Linked DNA regions of Xenopus laevis: region 1 is linked to region 2. Evidence: chromatin contacts called from public Hi-C data. All regions are on one chromosome and are shown on one strand. Each heading gives the region's core, a stretch centred on a gene start, on an enhancer-like site or on the middle of the called end of the contact. The rest is flanking DNA. Distances are from core to core; before and after follow the strand shown.

Region 1 (2,700 bases), core at 27-2,526, 59 kb after region 2:
CACCCGTGCATAAGCAACTGTCATTTATTTTGGCTCAACCAGTGAAGCAACCCATAGCAACGTATGGGATATTTGCTTTCATGCTTCTAACTGCACACTACTGTATCAGAGCTGTTTGGTTGTGGAACACTGGCACAAATTTGTACTAGGTTAGTCATTGAAGGCAAAACTATAATTATCTATAATGTTGCATTAGAACCTATTGCATAAAATAGTCCTTTGAAGGAAGGAATTGTTCAGTGTAAAAATAAAAACTAGGTAAATAGGCTGTGCAAAATAAAAAAATTTCCTAATATAGTTAGTTAGCCAAAAATGTAATGTATAAAGGCTGGAGTGAGTGGATGTGTAACATAATAGCCAGAACACTACTTCCTGTTTTGTAGCTCTCTTGGTTTCCACTGATTGGTTACCAGGCAGTAACCAATCAGTAACTTGAGGGGGGGAGGCACATAGGTCATATCTGTTGCTTTTGAATCTGAGCTGAATGCTGAGGGTCAATTGCAAACTCACTGAGCAGTTATGTCCCACGTGGCCCCCCCTTCAAGTCGCTGACTAACTCAGTGTTAGAGAGCTTAAAAGCAGGAGGTAGTGCTCTGGCTATAAGGTTAGATTCCCAGTCCCTCTAGCCTTTATATTACTTATTTTTTGGCTAACGAACTATATTAGAATCATTTTTTATTTTGCACAGCCTATCTATTTACCCAATTTTTATTTTCACATTGAACTGTTCCTTTAACCCATGTGACACATCTGCCGGCTGTGCCTACTTTAATGAGTCCCTTCTTTCTTTTCCTTATGAGAGCTAAAAGGCCAGCTGCTTGCAGTATCAGATGACCGTTGGGTGGTACTGTTCCAGACCATTGGGTTGGCTTGACTTCAGTACATAGTGTAGCAATTGATTGCTTAGCTAATGTGGGTTATAGCGTTTCCCCCTCGGGTGCAATTCTGTTTTGTGGTGTTACAGGGACTAAATCTTGATCGGTTAATACTTATTCCTTTCCATGTACTCAGGTTTTTACATTGGCCGGGTTTCACGTTGTAACTTCTCCATAGAGGAACCTGATCACCAGAACGTATTATTAGTGCTTGTTTCTGCCATGGAGGATGAGGTCACGGGACTTGCACAGAAGAATCGCCAGTAACCGCAAACCATTCCCTTCCATGTCTGCTCGCTATGCGCAGAACAGCACCAGCTGACACCAATAAAGGCTGAGCAATAGTCTTGCATTGTTAATGGGGAGCAGCTGAGAGTCACCGGGCACATCAGAGTGCTTGTGTTCTGAGCTCCTGGCCAGATGAGCAAGAGACATCTGCTTAACTTGTGAGTGCCATCTGCAGGCAACCAAAGGAATTGCTATGAACCAGTGATTAGCTGGCTTTGTTGAAATACTATTCCAGGGAATATTCATGAACAACCACAGCAAATTTGAAGTGTGTAGAGGAAGTGGTTTTGGAGTAATTCCCTATCATATACTAAGAGGTTACCAAAAACGCGCAGTTTTGCGTCCTAACAACGCCCATAGCTAGCGCACCATATACGGCGATACGGTGAGTCAGGTGTCAAATTGTTCCCCTCGATGAGACCTTCGATTACCCACCTTCAAAACTTCGAAATTCCAAATAAAAAATATTTTTTTTCTTCGCCAATACCTTGCGCGGTTTCGGTAATCGAAATAACGCGCCACGCTGTTATCGGATTTTTTCGATTTTTGGTTCGTTTGTTTGCCTTGAGATGGGTAACCCGAAACCACAGCGACTCACTTCCTCAGAATCACGGTTTCAAAGTATGTTTTGCTAGAATTACCACCAGTGGTAATGGGTTTCTGGTTCTAGCATAATAAAAAATTCCATACAAAATTTTATATCTAGAATGCATCTGGGGACCCTAAAATGCGCTCCCCAGCAAAAAAATCTACTTTTGCATATTTTGCCGCCCCCAGGAGTTATTCTCTCAAGTCATCCTGTTGAGGCTTCAGTATTCAATTACAAGTATGAAATAAAAATCACTTTTATATTTTAACCAAGGGGGAGTATTTTGGTTTTTGCGGGATAGTGTTACGCTTCTTATTTCCCATACAGTGGTTTCGGTCTTTCTTATCTGTGATGGGCATTTCTGTGAGTACATTCTTTATTTGCCTTAAAAGAACAGTAACTTAAAAAAATAAAAGTGTTTTAAGGGTCAGGGCAGATTCGGAAGGATTAGTAGCCCGACGACAAATCTCCTCTTTTTCGGGGTGACATCTCTCCGAACTGCCTTCCCAACTGCTAAAATGTAAATCGCCGGTGGGATGGCATTTGGAGCAATTCGTTTTCCAAAGTCGCACGGTTTCCTCGTCAGGCGACTTCGGTAAACGAACTGATCCGAATGCCATTCCGCCGGCAATTTACATTTTAGCCGGCAGGAGGCAGTTCAGGGAGATTAGTCGCCCCAAAAAAGAGGAGATTTGTGGCTGGGCGACTAATCTCCCCAATTCTGCCTGTGTGTCCTGACCCTTAAAGTAATAAAGAATATAATGCAGTGTTGCCCTGCACTAGTAAAACTCATGTGTTTGCTTCAGAAACACTACTATTGTTTATATAAATAAGCTGCTGTGTAGCAATGGGGGCAGCCATTCAAAGGAGAAAAGACTCAGGTTACACAGCAGATAAGCTCTGTAGAACATAATGGTGTTATCTGTTATCCACTATTCATCCATATAG
Region 2 (2,700 bases), core at 2-2,501:
CTGCATCATGTTATATACAGGTATTCAGAAAGTTCTTTCCCTGTAGTATTAAAACGGTACCCTGTTCTTGATCCCAACTATGATATAATTAATCCTTTGGAAGCAAACTAAACTATTGGGTATGTATGAGTAATGTTCTTTTTCTAAATCCCTTGTGTATTTAATGTTAACATGATTTTCTAGTAGACTTAAGGTATGAAGATCCAAATTATGGAAAGATCTGTTATCCAGAAAACCCCAGGCCCTGAGCATTATGGATAACAGGTCCCATACCTGTACTTTATTCGGTATTCAGTAGCCATTGTGCTCAGTGTATGTAAACTTTATTTCATCGATGTGGTGACCATAATACGTTAAAGGGATTCTGTCATGATTTTTATGATGTATTTTTTATTTCTAAATTACACTGTTTACACTGCAAATAAGTCACTCAATATAAAATGTAATTTCTGACCAGCAAATGTATTTTTTTAGTTGTATTAGTTGTCTGTAGGCAGCCATCTCAGGTCATTTTACCTGGTCATGTGCTTTCAGAAAGAGCCAGCACAAGAAGGGAACTGCTTTCTGGCAGGCTGTTGTTTCTCCAACTGAATGTAACTGAATGTGTCGCAGTGGGACCTGGATTTTACTATTGAGTGCTGTTCTTGGATCTACAAGGGAGCTGTTATCTTGTGATAGGGAGCTGCTATGTGGTTACCTTCCCATTGTTCTATTGTTAGGCTGCTGGGGGGGAGGAAGGGAGAGGGTTCCACCTGGCCGGTAAAAATGATGCTTGATGCCAATAAGGATATAGGAAGGCCAGTATTTTTTTCCAGAAAAGGTGGCAACCCTAGATATCACTCCAACTTGCAGTACAACAGTAAGTGACTGAAGTTTATCAGAGCACAAGTAACATGGCTGGGGGCAGCTGGGAAACTGACAATATGTCTAGCCCTATGCCAAAACTAAGTATAAAAAAAAATCTGTTTGCTCTTTTGAGAAATGGATTTCAGTGCAGTAGTCTATCTGCTGGAGCAGCTCTATTTACTGATGTGTTTTGAAAAGAACATATTTTCCCATGACAGTATCCCTTCAGTTCAGGAAATCCACGCACTGCCCCTACTTTACTCATGAATGACAGAACACTTCCAGTAAAACGCCACACCATCCACTGAACAGAAACTCAATCGCACCGCAACGTCACAGTAAACGGGGCGGGGACTGTGGCATCTACTGGGAGGCGAATGCGTGACGTCACATGCGCGGACACGAGCAATTATTCTCCTTTGCCGCCCGTGCCCGCTTTCGGGACTGCGCTGCGTGAGCGCGCCCGCCTGCCTCTTTGAAGGCGAGAGAGCGGTAACTGCAGAGGCTGCCCCCGTCGGCGGCACCCATGGGAGGGTGTGTGGGCACTCACCACGACTCCTCGGGAAGCCTGAACGAGAACTCAGACGGGACCGGAGGTGGGTGAAAAAAGAAGAGATGGGGGAGGTTGATTGGAAGGGAGAGTGGGGGAGGAGGAGGAGGGGAGATAGGGAGAGATCCGCTGCTCTTTTGTCTCATATTGGCCCGATACACAGAATCACCCCCTGCGGGGGGCACTACCAATCTGCTTTTCCGCTTAACCCCCCTACTGATGGGCAAGGTGGTAGCACCCACCATTCCCGAAGGGCCCTTACTGGCTCAGCTTGGGATGCCAGCTACCCCTTATGGGTTGGTAAGTGCACACAGTAACCCACATGAAAGGACCTGACTTGCTGTCAGCTTTTCTTCATTTTGTCCCAGCTTGTTTCTAATAACATCCCCTTCAACTATTGCTACTAGTGATCAGCTACTTGTGTATGGGAACTATGTGACACAATATGCAGGTTTCATTATTATTGAATTATTCTGGGAGATAGAATTCAGTGGGTGCACAAAAAAAAAATCCCATATAAGTGTAATAAACTTGCCTTTTAGATATGCTATCTGTTTGATATGCTACATACCACTCACAGGCCTTTTATTCATTTAAATGTGACGTATACCCAAAAATATATATATTTTTTTCCCCCTAATGAAAGAAATTGTCATTCTGAGCAACTCTCCGGTTTCTACGTTCATTGCAACTTTTTAAAGTTATTCACAACTATTACTTTTAGGGCGTTATCAGTCTGTCTCCTTCTGTTCTCTGCCCTGGGGCAATCTGACCAGAGTCTGACTGGCCCACCGGGATACCAGGAAAAGACCCGGTGAGCCCAGGTGTCAGTGGGCCCTTGTGCTGCTAAACATTTGGCCTATTTCTTGGTCATTCCCTATTTCTCTGAGAAAAAGAGGCTAAATAGATGGAATAATCGATTATAATATGAAAAGAGACTATTAGAATAGAGTTTGAGTGAGGAGAGGAAGAATAATAGTACTGACAGTGCCCCTGGTCTAAGATTTTTTGGTGGGCCCCTGGTCTAAGGGTTTTAGGTGGGCCCCTGGTGTCCCAGTCCAACGCTGAATCTGACTTATGAAGCAATGTAGCAGAAGCCAACTGATGTGAAAGAAGCACGGCTGACTTATGCTACATTGTGGGATTGCCAAAAAAGGTCAGACCGATAATGCTTTTTACAAATAATATTGTCGTTTTGGGTCTAATATCGGCACAACAAAATATATCTTGACATTGCCTACGTTTGAAAGAGAAGTGGTTGCAGTTAATAGATTAGTTAGTCCTTCCTTCTGTGCATTATGTAT

The links. Hi-C and Micro-C count contacts between places; a contact is called where the count stands out from the background.
Region 1: a Hi-C map of the XL177 cell line shows a contact between it and region 2, with 5 times the contacts expected there. The contact joins the enhancer-like site here to the promoter of ubtd2.L in region 2. A contact is called at or near these places in 2 of 4 Hi-C or Micro-C datasets (the XL177 cell line and the XTC cell line).

What each region holds. Positions count from the first base shown.
Region 1 is chr3L:48,991,220-48,993,919 of Xenopus_laevis_v10.1, forward strand. All of the region lies in intron 2 of ubtd2.L (ubiquitin domain-containing protein 1-like), which reads left to right. Among protein-coding and RNA genes, the nearest start is that of stk10.L, 20 kb to the right of the region's middle. Within about 2 kb of position 1,277, at least 2 of the 7 cell types and tissues checked have an H3K27ac peak or open chromatin away from gene starts, as enhancers often do.
Region 2 is chr3L:48,932,645-48,935,344 of Xenopus_laevis_v10.1, forward strand. It overlaps ubtd2.L (ubiquitin domain-containing protein 1-like), which reads left to right and starts at 1,252. Exons shown (of 3, transcript XM_018252159.2): 1 at 1,252-1,442. The coding sequence starts at 1,373.